Regions from separate parts of the Mustela erminea genome. Here region 1 is linked to region 2. Evidence: chromatin contacts called from public Hi-C data. All regions are on one chromosome and are shown on one strand. The core of a region is the stretch at or near the end of the contact, and the rest is flanking DNA. Distances in the headings are between cores, read along the strand shown.

What was found. Hi-C and Micro-C count contacts between places; a contact is called where the count stands out from the background.
Region 1: a contact with region 2 is called in a Hi-C map of fibroblasts, with 9 times the contacts expected there. The contact joins the enhancer-like site here to the promoter of AMOTL2 in region 2. A contact is called at or near these places in 2 of 3 Hi-C or Micro-C datasets (fibroblasts and skeletal muscle).

What each region holds. Positions count from the first base shown.
Region 1 is chr1:92,173,817-92,177,317 of mMusErm1.Pri, reverse strand. No RefSeq gene overlaps it. Among named protein-coding and RNA genes, the nearest start is that of CEP63, 11 kb to the left of the region's middle. Within about 2 kb of position 1,382, the one cell type or tissue checked has open chromatin away from gene starts, as enhancers often do. A contact at or near this core is called in fibroblasts, where this site is marked.
Region 2 is chr1:92,102,074-92,105,667 of mMusErm1.Pri, reverse strand. AMOTL2 (angiomotin-like protein 2) reads left to right here and starts at 1,460. Exons shown (of 10, transcript XM_032333551.1): 1 at 1,460-1,619.

The sequences.
Region 1 (3,501 bases), core at 133-2,632, 72 kb before region 2:
CTATTTCCCAGCTGTCTGTGTTAAGTTATTTGGAGAATTTAGGCATTATCCTGGAACGATCTACTAGGCTCTACAAAGACTGTTTCTCCTGTCCTGATCTGGCCCTGTTTTACCCACAGTTATATTTGTTCCCCACTTCCTTGCCATGCTGCACCCCGTCTGTGAGCTCGTATGGAAAGTAGTGGACAAGGGGAAGCTGCTGCCATAGAAAGGTATCTGAATGGTCTCTCTCTCTCTTTTTTAAAAGATTTTATTTATTTATTTGATAGAGATTACAAGTAGGCAGAGAGGCAAGCTGGGGAGGGTGGGGCAGACTCCCTACTGAACAGAGAGCCTGATGTGGGGCTCAGTCTCAGGACTCTGAGATCATGACCTGAGCCGAAGGCAGAAGCTTTAACCCACTGAGCCACCCAGGCCCACCTGGATGGTCTCTTAAATAGACTTCACATCTTGTGACCTTCCGGGCCTTTGTCCTTGAGCCAACTGGGACACATTCCATGGACATGCAGACTGTGTAGCCACACAGGACTCCGACTCAGAGGCTGTCTTGAAATTCTTAACAATCTTTGAACAAGGGACCCCATAAATTATATAGCTGGTCCTTAGAACTATGGCAACCATCTGTAGGAGTTCCATGTTGGACGGTGACCACATGGATCCAGCAAACGCCTTCAACTGGGAATGAGAATTCAAGCCACCAAGTGTCTAGCTTTGGGATATCCAAAAAGCAGGCACATCCAGGAGAAGGGGCAGGAAAAAAGCTGGGCAGACCAGCAGGCATCCTGAAAGCTCTTCCTGTTCCTCATGAAATCCTACAGACCCATGAGTGAAATTGTTTCCTGAGCTTGACCCAGTCCTCTGTCATCGTCACTACCTGAAAGCTAGCCCATCCTACCCACAGAGTGAGAGGGGAGATAGAGAAACACTAGAAGTGCAACAAGACAGGATTTGTGGACAGTTGAGAAAACTGAAACAAGGTTATCACCCAATCCCAGGGCAGGTCTGCACCTAAATTTCATCCGTCTTTTAGGCAAGTGCTATATGAACTCACTCTTCCGCTAACACTACAGCAACGTGACTGTCTCAGAATAGAGCCTCTGATTGAAATAAGATACGAGAGCACAATCACAGAGCTGAGAACCATGGTCAACACATTAGCTCATGAAGAGTTTCAGCCTGGATTTTTATTTCCATTTACTCAATGTGCTGAACCATATGAAAAGCTGTTTTTATAGGTCAAAAATGGCACAATTTCCTGTTTTTAGCTAATTTTCTTCTTACCTAGAGCCAGCTGCTCATGTCCACGCATACACACACACTCAACACACACACTGGATGTGATGAGGGGAGGCGGGGGCCGGCAAAGGGTGGAGAATTTGAAAACAACCAAGTGACTCCAAAGGAAGTGAGGGAGGTTGATGTATAAACCCATCCTAGTTACGGCCTGCCTTCCCTGGTGACTCAGATCCCGTTTATCGTGGGGCCACCACCCAAGGGCAGAGGGGGTTTTCCTCCACCCACACCCTGATCATGCCTCCACTCTCCCGGCATCATTGCCCATGCTTCCTCCCATGTGTCGTCTGCATCTCAGTGTCCCTGCACCCACCGCCCTGGGCAGAGACCAGTGCTCACTCTGGCACATGGTCTAACTGCGGGACTTCTTGAGGAAGAGAAAACACTTGTGCCAAGGGCAATAATCTAAGAAGAAAGTGCTCAGGGTGCCTGGTGCACTGTAAGTGCTCACTAAGTACTTACTGGATAGATGGACAAATGGATGGATGGACAGGTGGATGGACGGCTAAACAGATGGAGAGAGAAATAATGCCATGGAAGAGGGGAATCAGAAGAGGAATCATCTGGGCGCCTGGCTGGCTCAGTTGGTAGAACCTGTGACTCTTGATCTCAGGGTCATGAGTTTGAGCCCCACATTGGGAGCAGACAGTACACTGAAAAAAGTAAACAGTAAATAAATAAATAAAAAGAAGAGGAATAATCTACAGCCGAGGGGATTTAGGAAAGCTTTATGGAAAAAGACAACCTTTGAAAGGCTAGATTTATACATCTAGAGATGAGAAGCAGCACTGGCAAAGGGACTTTTGGTGATGATATCCTGTCATTTCCCATTTAATCCTAATGTTTCCCTCCCTCTCTCCCTTCCTTCCAACTAAGAGTAGAACTGGTATATTTGGAAACAGGTGGGAATTTTTTTGGTGGTCACAGTGACTAGGCTGATGGAAAATAGGGCATCAGAGAACACTGCAGCTTTTAGTGGTCTGTTGGCCAGGCTCTTAACTATATTGCAAAAAAGAATTGTTCTGTCCAAATTACCCATAGTGACCACATTGAGAAATACCAGTAGGTGAGAGAAGAATAGTGAATAGATTATTACAATGTTACAAAGAAAGTGCTGACAAAGATATTTACACATCTTTTCTGCTTTTGTCCCCCAATTCAAATCATGTGATCTCCTTTCTAGGGAAGAAGCAGGGAAGTCATATTAGAACGGCCCATGGGGGTTGCTGAACAGAGAACTACTCAACAGAGATTAGATCTTGGTCTCAAGGAATAGGGAACACAGTCAGGGTCTTTGACTAGAGGAATGATCTTGTCATATCTGTGCTTTAGGAGACGCCAAATCCCTATTTTTTTTTAATTTATTTTTTTATTTCCAGCATAACAGTATTCATTATTTTTGCACCACACCCCGTGCTCCATGCAATCCGTGCCCTCTATAATACCTACCACCTGGTACCCCAACCTCCCACCCCCCGTCCCTTCAAAACCCTCAGATTGTTTTTCAGAGTCCATAGTCTCTCATGGTTCACCTCCCCTTCCAATTTCCCCCAACTCCCTTCTCCACTCTAAGTCCCCATGTCCTCCATGCTATTTGTTATGCTCCACAAATAAGTGAAACCATATGATAGTTGACTCTCTCTGCTTGACTTATTTCACTCAGCATAATCTCTTCCAGTCCCGTCCATGTTGCTACAAAAGTTGGGTATTCATCCTTTCTGATGGAGGCGTAATACTCTATCCCCAGGGGTACAGGTCTGTGAATCACCAGGTTTACACACTTCACAGCACTCACCAAAGCACATACCCTCCCCAATGTCCATAATCCCACCCCCTTCTCCCAAACCCCCTCCCCCCAGCAACCCTCAGTTTGTTTTGTGAGATTAAAAGTCACTTATGGTTTGTCTCCCTCCCAATCCCGCCAAATCCCTATTTTAAAAAGAACCAAAATGTGAAGTGATAAGTTAATTTTGTTTAAAGTTTTACCCTTGTCCTGCACCACAGAAAGCTGTCATTCTATATTTTTAAAAGCGTCCAAATGTAAGGGATTCAAAAAAATAAATTCATTCAACAAATTATGCAGGACAGTTGGCTTTCTTTCTGGATAAACAAACAAACAAAAATTACATTCGATCCATCTACCAACCTCAAACCACATAGTCAAGATGGTTTAAAGAATTAAACCTAAAAAAATTTTAAAGATGTTAG
Region 2 (3,594 bases), core at 211-2,710:
TACTGGGGCGAGGTGGGGGGGGGGGGGTGTAGGACTCAGCCTTTGATTCTCCCAGTGGGCAGGCCTGAGTACCCCCCCCCCATGCAGAGGGCGGGAGGCCCAGTGTGGTCAGGGCTCAGGAATGGCACCCTGAACTGTGGTCGTAGAGGAGAAAGGCAGGTGGGGACAGGGGGTGAGGGCAGGTGGGGAGAGTGCGTCTGAAAAGTTGTGTATCAACATGGATGGACCAGCTCAGGGGACTGGGGGGTAGTAAGGGTCGGAAGGGCAGAGGAAATCACTCCACCCAGATGAAGAATACCAGGAGCAACAGAGGTAGACATCAAGGAAGGCCCCTGACTGGTAGGTGTGTTGGGGGAAATGAAGAAGAGACTGGAATGGAGCCCCTTCCTCGGGCTCCCAGGGTCTGTCCTGTCCCTCTATAGGGAGCCTGGATCCTGGTGGAAACGGAAGGGTTTTGAGAATGAAAAATAGCAGCCAGTGGTTACCTGGCTTCATCGCTTCTGCTCTGTATCAAGCTAATTAACCTCCCTGAGCCTTGGCTTCCTCGTGTATAACACAGAAAGGATAACAGAATTCCCTGGGACGATGATTTAGGAGGGCTGACCCGGATGACGAGGCGAAAAGCGGGTGGTGGCACACCATGCGCCCTGCGTAAATTTCGGGGTGCCCATCAGTCCCTTTTCCGGAAGAGTTGGACAGAGCGCCTGGCGGCGGGTGATTCAGTGGGTTAGGTGGATCAAATTAACCGGAAGATTTTCAACCCAGATTCACACTTCCTGTGGAGACAGGCCCCCAAAGAGCTGGTGAAGGTGTTTGTAAACAATAACAGGGCAATTCAAAGGTTGCCGCTGGCAGTGAAAACAGTGGGGGTTAGGGAAGAGACTAGAGCTAGAAGCGGCTTCTCTTTTCACCAGGGACGGGGGCTTAGGGTCCAAGCCAGGCAGGTGTGGACATCATTGTAGTCACATTGCGCGCACGCGCGCGCGCACACACACACGCACACACACACACACACACACACACTCCCCGAACCCCTCCGCCGCAGCAAAACCCAGAACCCCTCAGGGATACGCGATTGTCCAGCTTTCGGGTGTCCCTGTCCGCGCACAGGAATGAAAGAGTGGGTGGAAGGCGGGGACGGGTTTGCGGGACGGTAATGGCCGAGGAGATGAATTCGTCCGCAGCAGCCCTAAAGGCAAAGCGTGGCGATGGGGTGTGGAGGCGGGAGAGGTGTAGGGCGTCCTAGAGGGCTCTGGGCGGCCCGGGAAGGGAGCTCCGGGCTCAGCCCGCAGCGCCGCCTCCCGAGAGGAAGGCGGGGGCCGGGAGGAGGGAGCGGGAGGAGGCGGAGGGCGGAGGAGGGCGGTGCGCTGAGAGGTTATTTGTGGTTCGCTTTGATCCCGAGGGGGAACCTGAAACTCTCACATTCCTGGCATAGCAGCCGCCTCCGGCGCGGGCCGACTCTGGGGCTGCGCGCTGGGGCCCGAGCGGCCAGAGCGTCGGCGCCACCGCCGAGTGCACACCTCCGCTGCCGAGCCGAGCCGAGCCGGGCCGGACCGGGCCGGGCCGGGCCGGGCCGGGTCGTCGGGTCTGACTACGCCGAGCACCTGCGGGCCACAGCGGTAAGGAAGGCGCCTCCGGGCTTCGGGGAACGCGCGGGCCCGGGGAGACGCGCGTCCAGCCGGAGCCAGAGACCCCGTGCAGCCCGCCCTTTTCCGGGAGCGGGAGCCGGACGCACCGAGCGTCCCCTGGGTGAAGTGCGCCCTTTCGAGGAAGCCGCGGAGGCGGCCCTGAGCCGTTCCTCTCTGCCGGCCCCTCGCAGCGTGCCTGGGTCTGGAGCTGTCGCTGGCGCGCGGGTCCCTTGGGGCGGGGGCAGAGGGGCAGCCTTTGGGGAGAGCGGAGTCCCCTGTAGTGGGTCGTGGGCCTGGGAGAGGGGCGCGGAACAGGGCAGGAGGCGCCGCTCGGAGTTCAAGTTGCAGGGCCCTGGGGTTGAACTGGTTAGGTGGGGATTACAGGTGTCTTTGCCCCCAACTAGTCCAAGAATTCCTCTTTGTCTTCCTTGGAAAATCCTCTCTGGAGCCACGGAATGGCTCTCACTTAGAAAGAATGCAGCCGGCCGTCCAGCCCGGTGACGTCAGCGTTGGAGCATTTGGAAAACAAAGAGGGCTCGGGAGGCAGGGAGGGAGGCGGACCCGCAAAGCTTAAAGAACTCAGTGGGCTACCGGCTACCCTCGCCTGCTCGCTCTAAGCGCCCTGGCAGCCTCCGGGTGTTCGTGGTCGGCTTGGAGTCCGGGTAGGGCTGGATCCTGGCTGGGCTGCAGTCCGACTTTGAGACTTTGCTTGGGTTCCTTAAGCTAGCGAGAGCCGGAGTTGTGTGCTTACTTAGGAACGGGGGTGGGGTGTTCAGGGAGTTGCGTGCGCTGGTGCACCAAAGGTGCATGGCTGGGGTCGTGGTCCCAGATTTAACAACGGCTCCGCTGAAAGAATGTGCATCCGAGGGGCCTGACAGGGACAGACTCGGCTGAGAGGTCCGGTAGGTGTTCCCCGCTCCCAGGCACATTTCTGCGGGGAGGAGACTAGGAATGTGTCCAGGAAACTCTGCATTCGGTACACCCCACCCCCCTCTTCGTTCTCAGCGGGAGTCAGCCCAAACTGATTTTTTTTTTTTTTTTTTTAAGAAAATGCCTCGTGGATGAAACTCTAGGGTGAATTGATTCTGGTTTGTTTTGCCTCTGGCAACTCTGGAGTCTTGGATCTCCACACCTACTGTGTGTAGGGAGAGGGGGGCAGCGTGATTGGGTGCCGGAAAGGATGGGGACCGAAGATGCCTTCGAGACTCCACTCCCTCTCCTCCTTTCTGGGCCGCTGGGAGGAAGGAGTGCCAGCCTCCCAAATCCAAAATGCAGTGGGGCCCTGGGGCTACTTTTGAGGCAGGGGAGGGACCATGTTTTTCCCACTCCCCTCCCCCCATAAGTAAGGACCTATGGAGATGTGGGTTTTGTTTGGTTTTCCCCAAATCTCCTTTGGAGGTTTGTGTTGGAGGAGGCTGTGGGAAGGAAGCCCAGTGAGGCGGGCAGTTTTCCAGGACCTGAGCCACTGAGAGCCCAAGCTCAGAAGAGAATCCCTTCCTCGGGACACATGCCCTGCGCTGCAGGCGCCTAGCCCCAGCAACCAGGAGCCTCTCCCTTGCTCCCTTACTCCTCCATTTGGCTCAGATGAGTGTTCGTGATGTCAAGATGCCCAGCGCCCACCCCCACAATGTGGCAGAGGACCATCCGGGTCTTTTTCTAAGTAGCAGGTGTGCCTGTGCGTGTGTGTGTGTTTTACATCGGTCGGACGGTCAAAAATCAAAGACACGGTGCCATCCTTTGTCTTTCCAGGTGCTCCCAGGAACTTGTCCGCACACAGACTGTGTGACTGGCCCATAAACCTTGATGCCTCATTTCACAAAACCATGGTCCTGTGGTAGCTAGCCTGTCTTCTCTCATCCCTTATTCACCAAACCAGATGACTTTTCTCCCTTCTTCCCATTCACCTTGCAGAGTGACTGCCAAGGTCATGCCATGATAGGGAGGGCACAGTGTGGGAAAGGGGGTA